2 separate regions of the Cyprinus carpio genome follow, and region 1 is linked to region 2. The links are chromatin contacts, called in public Hi-C maps. All regions are on one chromosome and are shown on one strand. Each heading gives the region's core, a stretch centred on a gene start, on an enhancer-like site or on the middle of the called end of the contact. The rest is flanking DNA. Distances are from core to core; before and after follow the strand shown. Region 1 holds the start of xpot (exportin-T). Region 2 holds the start of rpl18a (60S ribosomal protein L18a).

The links. Hi-C and Micro-C count contacts between places; a contact is called where the count stands out from the background.
Region 1: a contact with region 2 is called in a Hi-C map of skeletal muscle, with 10 times the contacts expected there. The contact joins the promoter of xpot here to the promoter of rpl18a in region 2. A contact is called at or near these places in 3 of 8 Hi-C or Micro-C datasets (liver and skeletal muscle).

What each region holds. Positions count from the first base shown.
Region 1 is chrB4:1,971,289-1,978,267 of ASM1834038v1, forward strand. xpot (exportin-T) reads left to right here and starts at 4,839. Exons shown (of 25, transcript XM_042721570.1): 1 at 4,839-4,994; 2 at 6,978-6,979. LOC109100103 (a long non-coding RNA gene) reads right to left here and starts at 4,217. Exons shown (of 3, transcript XR_006154445.1): 1 at 3,724-4,217; 2 at 610-672; 3 at 1-48.
Region 2 is chrB4:1,839,327-1,845,843 of ASM1834038v1, forward strand. rpl18a (60S ribosomal protein L18a) reads left to right here and starts at 4,440. Exons shown (of 5, transcript XM_019089624.2): 1 at 4,440-4,581; 2 at 5,403-5,582. The coding sequence starts at 4,564. LOC109070595 (dual specificity protein phosphatase 16-like) reads left to right here. Exons shown (of 7, transcript XM_042721565.1): 6 at 63-186; 7 at 821-3,399. The coding sequence ends at 1,553. It overlaps LOC122137300 (a small nucleolar RNA gene), which reads left to right and starts at 5,984; the gene lies at 5,984-6,118.

The DNA.
Region 1 (6,979 bases), core at 3,589-6,088, 130 kb after region 2:
TCTGTACACGACCAGCACACGTTATAGAAGAACTCTTGTTGTTTTGCACTGAGAGAGAGAAAAAACCCTGAATGAATTAAACATCTGACCGTTTCCTGCAGTGTGTGGGATATTTGATTGTGTGTGTGTGTGTGTGTGTGTGTGTGTGTGTGTGTGTGTGTGTGTGTGTGTGTGTGTGTGCGAACAATGAAAGCTCTAGCCGGGCGTTTGGCTCTCTTTCGTTCACTTGCGTCTGATGTTGCTCCCGTGCAGACAGGAAAACCATTCCACAGGGAAGCTCGCTCAAAAATGTGTGGAAAAATCTTCTGGAAATCAGGCTGTAATGAATGGACACCGTTTGAACTGCAGTCCATCCGCTCGCCCATTGAGTTTCAGAGTTGTGTTGAAATACAATCACTGATTAAGGCCAAAAGCACTTTGTGCGAGCACGCGAACACTTGGCGGTCAGCTTAAACGCACTTATGTGTGTTCTTGAGCTGCTGTGGCGGCAGCAAACCTCAGTCCTCAAGGGGGCGATAGAGTTTCCTGCAAATGTTTGTACCCTTAAACCAGGTGTATTATTTTTCAGGTAGCTCCTATAAACATGTCAACAGCTTCACTTTAACTTACTTGCTCACCAAGATTGTCTTCAGACTGTTGCTCTGCCGTGACAGTAGCTGATCTGAAAGAAAACTGACAGTAAAAGTCACTTTAATGCTTTCCATATCATTACTGAGAATTCAGTGCATGAAGTTGTGTATATTGTTTCAGACTATATTTCAGGCCTAGGTCACAAAACAAAAGTTTCACCAAATGGAATTACAAAAAAATGTTACATTAAAATATTATTAAATAAATACACATATTTTTATGCTTTACAAATGCATGGAAGCCCACAAAAACCATGCATTTGTCTCCGGCCTTTCTTAAGTTTATATGCATTAGAAATATATCATATTTAATTAATTTATATTATAATGTTTCATTTATTTATAATATTAAATTGATGTATTTATATGGAAGCCCACAAAAGCCATGCATTTGTAGACATTTTCAAGTGATATGCATAAAAAATATATTTTATTTTATACAACACTTTATCAAAAACAACACGATTCCATAATAGCCACGCATCTGTATCTGGCTTTCCTCAAGGTAAATTCATTAGAAATATATTAGATTTTTGTTACATACTGAAGCCCAAAAAGGTCATGCATTTAGCATTTCTTGAATTCATATGCATTAGAAAAAAATTTATTTTCTACATACATATTTATTTGTTTCTAAACATATGGAAGCCCAAAAACCCATGCATATGTCTCTATAACTACTGTCAAGTTAAATGCATTAAACATATTTTGTACATCTATTTTCAAACACATGAAAGCTTCAAAAAAATCATGCATTTGTCTTTAGTTTTTATGCATATAGGGTTTGCTAGAAAATCCAGAGCACCATTGCCCAAATCCGTCTCTCTCCAAGACACCAAAACCCAGAGCATCAACATTCAACTTTTCCATGGCAGAGGGGGGTCTTTGGCACTCAGCATGCTGGGAATTAATTCAATTTCTCTGACATTTATTTGTTTGCCTTTGATGAAAGTCACATAAGCAGCTTACAGCAGTTAATGAAGGCTGAGATCAGCCGTTCGGATGGAGCTTCGCACTGCTGGGATTTACTCGCTTTTCCCACTTTCCAGCAGCTCTCATCTCACACAACTTTTACAGGCTACAAGAACTATTTGCTCATTTTGGGATCATTTCAGGATAACATACCAGCAGATTTTCCCCCTCGAAGGCTCCATACACACATCAGTGCATCAGTGGATTAGGATCAAGTCAGTAAAGTGACCCCCCTCAGATCTGATGAGTTTAAAGTGATGTAAGAGCGCTGGGAACGCGGTACGGTGAGACCACACACACACACACACTAGACCCAATGACATTTATAATAAATCACACATCAGCTGCAAAAAATCAATCTGACGATCATATTAAAGCTCCAGATGATTCACTGTTGCATCAGCAAAATAGTAAATGTAGGCCTTTGCTAAAGTCTCCTACTTTTCATGTTCCTCCTGCAAAAAAGACCCCAATCTCACGTTTCTCCTCTAGTTTCAAAAGAGATCTCAGCAATGTCTCATGATGCTCAGACCAGATTCGGCAGAATAACTACAGTTTGCAGATCTCAACTCAAACATTTCTCATCAAACTGTTCAACGACCAAATGATCTAAACTGGTTTACATCATTTGGCATATTTTGCCAAATGACATATTTTGGCATATTTTGCCTATTATTAACTCAATAGTGTCTATCTAACTTTAATTTAGTTTACCATAAAGAGTTTTAGTTGCGGTACCTCACATTCGATTTAAAGACGTTTGAATCAATCTCATAGTAGCTTCAGAAAATCATCCAGACTATCACATCAAAGCTTGAGATCCTTCACTGTGTTGCATCAGCAAAATAAAAATGGAGAGTAAACTGAGGCCTTTGCTAAAGTCTCCGTTTAAACATTTCTCCTGAGAAAAACACTGCAGTGATTTCAAGTTCATCTTCTTTTAGTTTCGAAAGAGATCTCAACAATGTTTCAGGAGGCTCAGACCAGAATAAACTATGCCAGAATAACTGAAGTTTGCGATCAAAAGTCTTAAAAGTCAAACATTTCTCATCAAATTGACCAAACGAGCAAATACTGAGACGTGTATTCTAAAGCTCTATACTCTTACAGTATGTTGACTCTTAGAGTCTTTAATCTTTCTTTAATTTGGTTTTAGTTTTAATGAAATTAGTTTTACTTGCAGCTCCTCACGTTCTATTCAAAGACATTGGCATCAGTATATCAGAAAACCAGCTCTGGACCCTCCGTCCGTTGACTACTCTAAATCAATCGTTATTTTTAATTTTAGGAAAAACATCTGATTCATAATATAAGTCTCATTTCCTCTGGATCTGTTTTAGATGTCTGGTATTTTGTTTCATTGAACACAAAGCTTTCTCAAAGATTTCAGCTAAAACACTCGTAGGTGTGACATCACCTGCCAAAGTCGAGTACTTTTGAGTCTGGCTTGCGTTTCGGCGCCTTTCGGTACACCACAAGCCAAAACAAAAATGCAGTTCGGCACAGACATCCTGGAAAATCACAAAGCGTCCTCAGAATCCATCGGTCATGTCTGTCTTTTGAGCGTTTTCCAGTACACAAATCCTGCGCATGACTAAACGTACTCAGGCCTAGAACTCAATGAAGGAGCTGAGCTGATTTCAAAGGCTGTCGGCTGTATTTCAGACTAATAATCAGCTGTTGTAACCGGCGGGTCAGAGACAACACACAGGCCTCGGACGGACAGAGCTGGCAGGACTTCTGTGGAGGAAAGCAGGATAAATAATCAGCAGGGAATGAAAGCCCACCTGTAAAACACTATCAGCGTGTGGGAACGAGACAGAGAGAGAATACACCGCAATGGTGGAAAGTTTGAGCGTTTCTTTGATATTCTGCAAGATGGTCAAACACACTTGAACTCTAGAGTCTAGAGTATAAAGAACGGACGTGCTTCTCTCGAGTCTTCCATGCTTGTTATTTAATTGACCTAATTACCGCGCAAACCAACGGCCGATTTTCAAATTCAAACGAGTAATTTTAACGGCCGCGCTGGCTGCGGGTTTGGCGGGAAGAAGAAACCATGAAACCATGACTCAGTACCGAAGCTTTAGCGTTGTCAGAGCAAACTGGATTGAACAATTACCTCAACCAGCAGGGAAATCAATCAGGCCGCAAGCGTGGGAAACATCATGAAACATTATTGGTTCAGAGGATTTCCCGCCTCTGTACCTGCGCGCCACGATCCTTTGAGGCGGGAAGCGTAGCGCCTCAGACAGAAATGAAGTAGTGTGAGCCGATTGCTTTTCAACACGGTTCCGATGAAAAAGCTTTCCGTTTAAATAAACACGCACGGGTTTATGCCGACAGAGAAGGGGGAAATGGGATTTGGCTCACAGCACCGTGTTTTAAAGCTCGGCTTCGAATCTTTTACAAACAAAGAGAGCCGAGTGTGATTTTCAGAGCAGTTCAAACAGAAGGAAACGAGCTGCACCCCTCTGGCTTTCCCTGAGTTTTTATGTATTATAGATGGTTATAGTCTGATTGTTGCATTAATTTAATATGAGGAAAATACCACCCAACTCTAATCTGGGGGCTGTGTGAAAATGTAAATAATAAAAATGATTTAATTAACAAAAAAACAAACAAACAAAAAAATAATTGGCCTGAAGTAGATGTGATATCATTTAGTCAATTTCTATGAATCCTAAACGTTGACTAAATTATCTTTAATAATAATCTTCAATCATTATATTATGAAAAGTGCTGCTGAAGTGGAGAATAATCGCAGTCTTTGAAGATAGACGAACAGATGCAGTAAAGACGAAGTGTATTAAAAACACTTAAAAGTGTATTTTGGACGTTTTCTTCCACTAGTCTGAAAGAAAGACGTTATGAGCAAAATCTCCTCTCATTAGTTTGTGAACAGAGCCCTCTAGTGAAAAGATATATAAATATATACAACAGTTTTACTCTGATTTTCTGTTAAACAAATATTTATTAGATTGTATGAATGTATAAGTGAATGTGTATGTACCTTTCAAAAAAAAAATTTTTGATAGCTAAATAACATTTTTATTTCTTTTGTACATACATTTGTAGCCTAACTGTGTAATTTTTTCATAATCGTTTGGTGGGGGGAAAGAGATTTAGTTCTAAAACATTTTTACTGCACTAAACATTTTCTTTGGGGTTAGTCTGTAGTCGTTATATAACGCTTTATATAAAAATAATACGTCCTCCTCAGTTGCATAGCCTACGTAAAGCGTGCGTGATGCGAGCGCGTCTACGTGCTGAAGTTCTTCCTGTTCTCGTGCCCCGCACATCCGGTCGGCCCGACACGCCGCTGCTGGATCTGTTACATGCGCACTGAGTCGCTTGAGCTGGGCGGCTGATGATGGAGCGGTAAAGTTCACGGTAAGGTGCGGTAAACTTTACCTTATCCATACATTTACACGGTCGCGGCGTGTTTTATTAATTTATATGAAAGTTCCGCGCGAGGCTTTTGTCTTGATAGCGCGCGCGGCGGCGTCATCATCATCATCATCATCATGATTACATTCACAACAATCTTATCCGCCAATTAAGCCGATAACTCACTTAACCACCCACGTGTGTTAGTTAACAATAATCACGGCCGTCGCTTTTGTATTTCGGTTGCTGTACGACGCAGGTTTGTCGTTATTTCAGCGTGTTTTTCTCAGTCTGTCACGCCACGTTCTCTGAGGTTCGGTACGCGCGTGACACGCTTGTCGGTTAGCAGCGCGAGCGCGCAAGTCGGTTATTTTGATAATACGAGAACGTAATCGCGAGTTAAGCGAATATCCGAGCTAAATATAATTTTGTGGTACAAATGGAATAGTGTTTTGGGGTTAGTGGGTCATGTGAAGTTGGTAAAGCTCACTATTGCATCAGAAAAAGTACTGTTACAGAGGCGCTGTCAGGTGATAATAGATTACTATAGCATTTACACTTACAGAATACTCTAGAACTGCATGTCAAAACACTATAGTACCACGTCCTTAAAGCGTTATGATGCCATACCAGGATATTTTGTCGCTTGTGTTCGTGTGCACACAGTGAAAGAGAGAAAGAGCGAGTCAGTCGTGCTGAAAGAGTGATGATTCAGCATGTGTGTGTTTGTTTGGTCACAATTATTAGTTGCTCTGATGACGTCATTTCACTTTCTAAAGCGCTTATTGGTGTTGAATTGCATTGTAATCAAACATCCCTTTGTTTTAATTCATTCTGAGTGATGATGTCTGAAGGTGTCTTTACACAGATGAGTTAAGGCTGCTTAAAATTAAGTGTGAAGATGTAAAATAATGCTGGTTTTCACTCTGCTTGAGCCCAGTATCAAATTATACAGTTGTAATTGCTGTTTAAATGCATTTATGCTACTTCTGAGCAGATTATTTTCTGACATTCACATGGATGTGTGACCTGAAACAGCCATGTTTATCTCATCATACTGTGATATTTTTATATTATTTTGTAATATAGCATCACACAAGACTATGTAAAGTTGAATCATTTTTGTTTACGTTTTTGCACTGTCAAATTCAAACATGGAATTAGTTAATAAAGTTAATAAACATACTTTTTGTGTTCCACCTTTGCAGTTTCAGTTAATGCAACAAACGTGATTAATGTAGTTAATAAACAATATGTCTTTCCAGTGTGATCTCTCAACCACATTACCACAAATGAACTATTTTTATATTGACAGATTATTAAGACCTTTTTGATCAGATTGTTATATTGACAGATTATTAAGACCTTTTTGATCAGAATGTCAGACTGTTTACTTGTTGTATTAACAGTTGCAAACTTGCTCATTGCTAATGCTCTTAATCTTATTTACTACGGCTGTCAAACAATTAATCGCATCTAAAATAAAAGTTTTTGTTTACATTGTATATGTATGTATGCTATGTTTATTTATTATGTATATATATAAATACACACATGCATGTCTATATTTCAGAAATTTTTTGTTTGCATATTAAATTTATTTATTTAGAATATAAATATCAGGTACTTTTTTGTATGCAATTAATCACGATTAATCGTAATATATATATACTGTATGTGTGTATTTATATATACATAATAAATATACACAGAACACACGCATATTTTTTGCAAACAAACTTTTATTTTGTATGCATTTAATCACGATTAATTGTTTGACAGCACTATTATTTACTTGGTCATTAAATGTTTTATAGTCATTAAATTGTACTCTGTTTATTAATATTATGTTAGCCATCGGTCATCCTGCTCTCTAGTTTATCAGTGGAGCACTTTTTTTTCCTACATTATTATGTTGTTGTGTGTACTGTAAGATATAAAAGTCTGACTCATGTTTATGTGGATGCCTGTGTCTCTCTCTCTCAGAT
Region 2 (6,517 bases), core at 3,190-5,689:
AGTAAAAATGTTGAGAGTGGGGGGTCAGCTGACAGGAAGTGTCTTTGTGTGTTTCCTGTCAGAGAAAGCCAAGGCCAGTAACGCCAGGGTCCTGGTCCACTGTCTGGCGGGAATCTCTCGCTCGGCCACCATCGCCATCGCTTACATCATGAAGAGGATGGACATGTCTTTAGATGAAGCGTACAGGTACCACAGCCTTAATTAAAGGGTGGATCTCAAACACGCCCAGCTTATATTTCAGCAGAATCTTCCTCGTATTGTGATCGTATTATTATTATTATTATTATTTCGATGACAGCTCAACACATTCTGACTACTGTCATGCAAAAAATGTAACTTACACATGACAGTACTTGTTGAGATTAAATTAATTTGTAGATATCTTGCAATTCTGACTTTCTCGTAATTGTGAGTTTATAACTTACAAATTCACACTTTTTTTTTTTTTTTCAATTCTGACTTTTTCTCACAATTTTGACTTTTTTTTCTTGCAGTTCTGGCTTTTTCCTGATAATTGTGAATTTATATATTACAAATTATTTTTTCTTGCAATTCTTGACTTTTTTTCTCACAAATGCAAGTTTTTATCTTTTTTTCTTGCAGTTGTGAGTTTATATCTTACAGTTCTTTTTTTCCTGATAATTGTGAATTTATATCTTACAAATAATTTTTTCTCGCAATTCTGACTTTTTTCTCGCAGTTCTAATGAAATTTTTTTTTTTAGAATTGTGAGATGAAAACTTGCATCTGCAAGAAAAAGAGTCAGAATTGAGATAAAAACTCTCAAGTCTGATCTCATCACATGCGTGTGCGTTCTCAGGTTCGTGAAGGAGAAGCGGCCGACCATCTCGCCCAACTTCAACTTCTTAGGTCAGCTGCTGGACTTCGAGAAGAAGCTGAAGAGCGCGAGCGAGGCGCCGTCAGACGAGCAGAAGCCGGAGCCGCTGACGATGCCCTGCGTTCTGGCCGGCGTCCCCGAGGAGCATCTTCTGGCCCGGGCGCTCTGTGGCCTTCAGCTCGGGGAGGAACCGGAGGAGAACGTCCGGCCCAAACGCTCCTTCTCTCTGGACATCAAGTCGTACGGCGAGTCCGGAGCGCCTCTGCGAGCGTTTCCCGCCGGTGAACCCTGCCAGTTCTCGCCGGTGCCGGAGGTTTCGGAGCAAAGTCCGGCTGAAGATAATAATAATAAGACGCTCCAGCGCAGCGGCAGCGTGGATGGAGCTCCGTCTAAAACGGCTCAAGCACTTAAAGGCTGGCACTCAGACATCGTTCTCGGACCCGTGACCGGAGGCTGGTTCCTCTCCTCCGAGTCGGCGCGCTTTTACGGCTGCGCTCCGGGTCTGGAGGCGGTGAGGAGACGCGGCCGGCAGCGCAGCGGAGACGGAGGAGACTCGCGCAGGAGCTGGCATGAGGAGAGCAGCTTCGAGAAGCAGCTGAAGCGCAGGAGCTGCCAGAGAGACGGCATGACGGACAGCCGATCCCGAGAGGAGATGAGCACGAGGAGCAGCCAGTCCAGCTTCTCCGGCAGCTTGGAAATCATCGAGGTCTCCTGAGGACGATCCTTTCTTTGCTTTGTTCTCATTCAGACGTGCATGAAGGTGGAGTCTCTCTGAGCGCCTCACCGTTCAAATCAAGGCAAGACACTACAGATAAACAGGGCGGAGCTTAACCCCATTAGCATCTGCCCCCATTTTTTTTAAATTAAAATAACTAGTTAACCCTAATATACAGTCAAACCAAAATATATCCAGACACCTACAACATTTCTCACATTATCACAGTTTATTCGTTTTAATTTAGAAAGTGACTCTGAGTTAAACTGTCAGAACAAATGCATCTTGATAATATCAGATAACTTTGATAGAAAGGTGTGTAATGGATTCAGTCAAATTGCTGTTAAATGCAAGAACACAGTTAGATAAAACCAATTCAGCTCAACTCATTACCAAGCAGTGCTTTATTTTAATCAGTCTGTGGTGTAAAGAGATCACATTAGCAATTAAAGAAAAGTGTTTGAATAGTTTTTGCTCCCAAATTTACTGTAAGTCCACTGTATGAAGAGTTTTTGGGTGTAATATGTCACACTTACATTTATGAAGTATAGTGTCCTGCACTCACTAGTAAAAAAATATCAAAAATTATATCTGGAGTCTGAATAATTTTTGGTTTGACTGTACATCACCAGCTGATTGATTACATTAAAAAAAAAATATATATATTTAAAAATATGCATAATTATTTAATTTATATGCATAATGTAAATCACTCCCCCTCTTCTCAGAAAATACTGTCACCATGTGTGAATGATATATGAACAAACCCCTCACTAAAAGCCTCCAGAATACAGATATGCATAAAAACTGTAAAGTTCGGTGGATGCAAGAGAAAAAAACTCTTCAAAGATTGCAATTGGAATCTACAGATGCAAAAAAAAAAAACTAAAATGCAATAAAATAAACACTTAAATGTGTATTTTGGATGTTTTTTTTAATCCACTAGTCTGAAAGAAGAAGCAAAAAAGGCATTAAAACGCCTGTAGTGTCTTGCCTTAAGAGCGTCTTTTGAAATGTATGTGTTGAATTATGATCTCAGGAAGTGTGGACTCTGTTGGAGATCTAGAATCAAACACACACACACACACACACACACACACACACAGATCTGTGATTCTCTCCATCGTCAGGCTCAAGCGTGTGATGATGCTCGTTTCCAAACAGACATGATTCACTGACGCTGCATCCGAAACTCTTGAGCCTCCAGCAGCTTCTTCACACGAGATGCGTCCTGATGAGACGCAGACGAGAAACACTTCATTAGTCTGAGCACTTTACATCCAGAAGCCCTCTCTCCTTCTCTGGCGATCCAGAACGGTGCTGATGATGTTCACAGACTCACACTGAGCGGTGCGGGTGTGCCTTCTTAAAGACTCGCCGGAGGTCCGGTCATCAGCATTGACTCGTCTGCTCCAGGATCAGCTGTGGAGCGCCGTAGAGACTCCTTCAGACCGTCCTCTTCACGCTGAAACCATCTTCCTCTGATCTGCGCTTGATGACTTTAAACACAAGGACACAATCAGTTTCCCAAAGCTGTGAAAATTGAGCTGAAGACAGAACGAATCACTGAATCACCGAATCACCGAATCACTGAATCACTGAATCATGAGTCTCTGAATCACATTCGACCTGCTTTCACACAGGCCCCAAATTCACAGTGACCGATGTTTTATATTTTTACAATAAAGTCGAATGACTGTTATAATCGTTCATAAGACAGATCAGCCATTATTTTCGTGATTGGTGTCTGGGATGGTACCGCCGTGAGATGAACGAGAGCGTTTCTGGAGATATTAATCAGTAGCTGTTTATTGATTGTTGAAATAAAACACAAGTGGTACTTGAACATCTTCAGCTGTCTCCATTAAAACAGTAAGGCCCAAAACTTTCGATTCAACAACCAAAATTGTATAAAAACTATAAAAAACACAAAAAAAAATTGATAAAAAAAAAAAAAAAACTCTACTTAAAAAAAAAAAAAAATTTGAGCTAAAAACCAGTGTGTTTATGATTATGCTAATACATTGTATGATTACAAATCACAATGAAAATATCACATTCAAGTTAGAAATGACAAACCTGTTGATCTGAGTTGTAAAGTTGTTAATCGTTTGTGTAAACATTTTTCGAATCCAGTTCGCGTGGTGAAAAAAAACTACAGTTCCCAAGATGCTGTGCAGAAGAACCCACCAATCAGCGAGCAAAGCACTTCAAAAGCGTTTAGAGAGTTCAGAGCTTTATTCCTGTCCCAGTTGTGTGTTTATTAATGTGGATTTACTTGAATGATACACCCAAACGTATTTTATAGCTTCATAATTGAATAATTAAGATATATTAATAAACGCTGCTGTTGTAGATGCGTTTTACGTTTGTGTCCAGCAGGCGGCAGTAACGCACAACTCTGAGGAATCATGGGTAATGTAGTTTTTCCACCAGGAATGCGTCTCACCACAATGCTCTTTTTGTAATTCTGAATCCTAATCTCTTATGTATTTAATCAATAATTACAATTCTTCTAAAGATTTTTCGGAAGCAGGTGATACATTCTACAAAGTTATTAATGAATCTATAATTTCGGACTGTAATACAGGCTCAAGGTAATAATCAATCCTGTGACGTTTTATTACCATAAAGCTGAAGTAATGTCCATATTTTTTTTCTGTAAAGATCTTAAAAATATTTTATGACTCATTGAATTCAATTACTAGAAATAAGAAGTGTATAAAATATCTCATATTAAAATAAATCTAATACCTTACTATGTATTGTGTAGATAAGTAAGGTGTTATCCCACATTTCCGTTTGACTTGTATGCATTGCATGTTCTTTTAAAGTAAAAATAAATAAATTAATCATAATAAAATAAAAGACCGGTAACGGCTATGATTGACGGCTCTGCGTGACCAATAAAAACGCTTCCAGTAAGCCCCGCCCCCTCGGAAGCGGATTGACGTCAGGATTCCCCGCCCTGCTGCTTCCTCTTTCACAGCGGCCGTCAGCGAGAGACACCATGAAGGCGTCTGGCACAGTACGTAAAATCCTTTTAAAATCACTTTACAGTCGCGTAAACCTCACAGTTACGACCTGAAAACACACATAAGGCACTAAACCATCCATAACAGCGTCTGCACCCGAAGCACATTTAGAATCGAAGCGCTAAATTAGCTCTGACGTGTTGATTGTAGCGGAGACGAACATGGCGGCTCCATGTGCTCGCGATTAAACACACACAATGCACATCTTAGGATTTGAGTTATCATAATATTACTAATTAATACACTCTCAATGCACTTACTCTCATATTTTAGCCAATGTTATTTAAGTTACGTCCCCTGTCTACCACATTCTTTGTTGTCTGAGTGTTAATCACAATCAGCTCGCGCTCGTATTCTATTCTGATTCAGTAATGTTAAGATCGTTTTATGCGCTTTTAAATAAATGTGAATCAAGTATAAGTAAATCTAGATCAGTCACAGATGCTCAAATCGTGCTTCTTCCTGCAGGGTTTAATTAGTAAACTTTAAACACTGCTAAAAGTGTTAAAGGAGAAACCGCATGGAAATAGACACTGATCATCAAATATCTAATGAAAACTGTGATGGAATTAAAACTTATCACTTAGAAATTGCAAGTTAGGTTCAAAACACTTAAAAAGAAACGGCAGGTAAAAGACAGCTTTTGAAATAGAAAGACTTCATTAAGACCTAACTTAATATATTTATTTTGCAGTGCAGGTTTACATCCTTCTCTAGTCATTCACTTCTGAACTAGTTAAGTATTCAGGTTCAAGTTTCGTTGAGCTAATATTGTTTGTGTTGATCTCTGACTGTGTTTTCTGTCTCTCTGCAGCTTCGGGAGTATAAGGTTGTTGGGCGTCTCTTGCCCTCTGCTAAAAACCCGGCGCCCCCTCTGTACCGCATGAGGATCTTCGCCCCAAACCATGTGGTGGCCAAGTCTCGCTTCTGGTACTTCGTCTCCCAGCTGAGGAAGATGAAGAAAGCCTCTGGAGAGATTGTGTACTGCGGCCTGGTACGAATAGGGCTTTTTGGTTCCCAGATGGGTTTTGGAGTCGATTCCCTTTTCCTGATCGGTATCTGTTAGTAGTGTGTCATTTAAGACTCAGTGTTCGAGGATAATACTGACGACAAATCTCAGTTTTAGTGAGTGTAAGGTGATGATCAGCAATATACGTTCACACATACAGGTTTATTTCACTGCTTCAGCTAGAAAGTAGGCTTATCTGCGATGGTGTTTTTTGTTTTGACCAATTTATTGAGAAGAATAGTCCTGAAAGAACCTAAATTAATGGTTCGCTCTATTAAAGGCTGTTAAAGAAGAGTCTGTTCCCTTTTGACTGCTGGGGGTCGATTCCCTTTGGCAGTGAGTGCCATGAATTTCACCAACTTTTTTTCACAACTTTGCGTTCAATCTGCACACACTAACCCAAAGGTCATTTCTTCCCAGTGTCATGCCCTTGCCATGTGTGCGAAAAGAAACACTGTACCTTGTCGCCTTTCATAGGCTGTAAAATGTGCCGCTGAAAGTGAAATCAAGGTGCGACACGATGCTGCTGCCTTTATAGAGCCGTCGTTTATTATTTGTGAAAACATGTTTTGGTTCCTTTTTGACAGGTGGGGTTCAATTCCCTTTTTTGACAGATGGGGGGGTTGTTTCCCTTTTATTTGATGGGTCAATTCCCATTTGTCTGTGTAGAGTTTGATTCCCTTCATTGATGGTGTGGGTTGATTCCCATTTGTCTGTAGTGTTCAATTCCATTTTTTGACAGGGTTGGGTCGATTCCCATTTGTCTGTAGAGTTCAATTCCATTTTTTGACAGGGTTGGGTCGATTCCCATTTGTCTGTGTAGAGTTCAATTCCATTTTTTTGACAGGGTGGGGTCGATTCCCATTTTTTCTGTAGGGGTCGACTTTATTTCCATTTTTGACAGGGTGGGGTCAATTCCC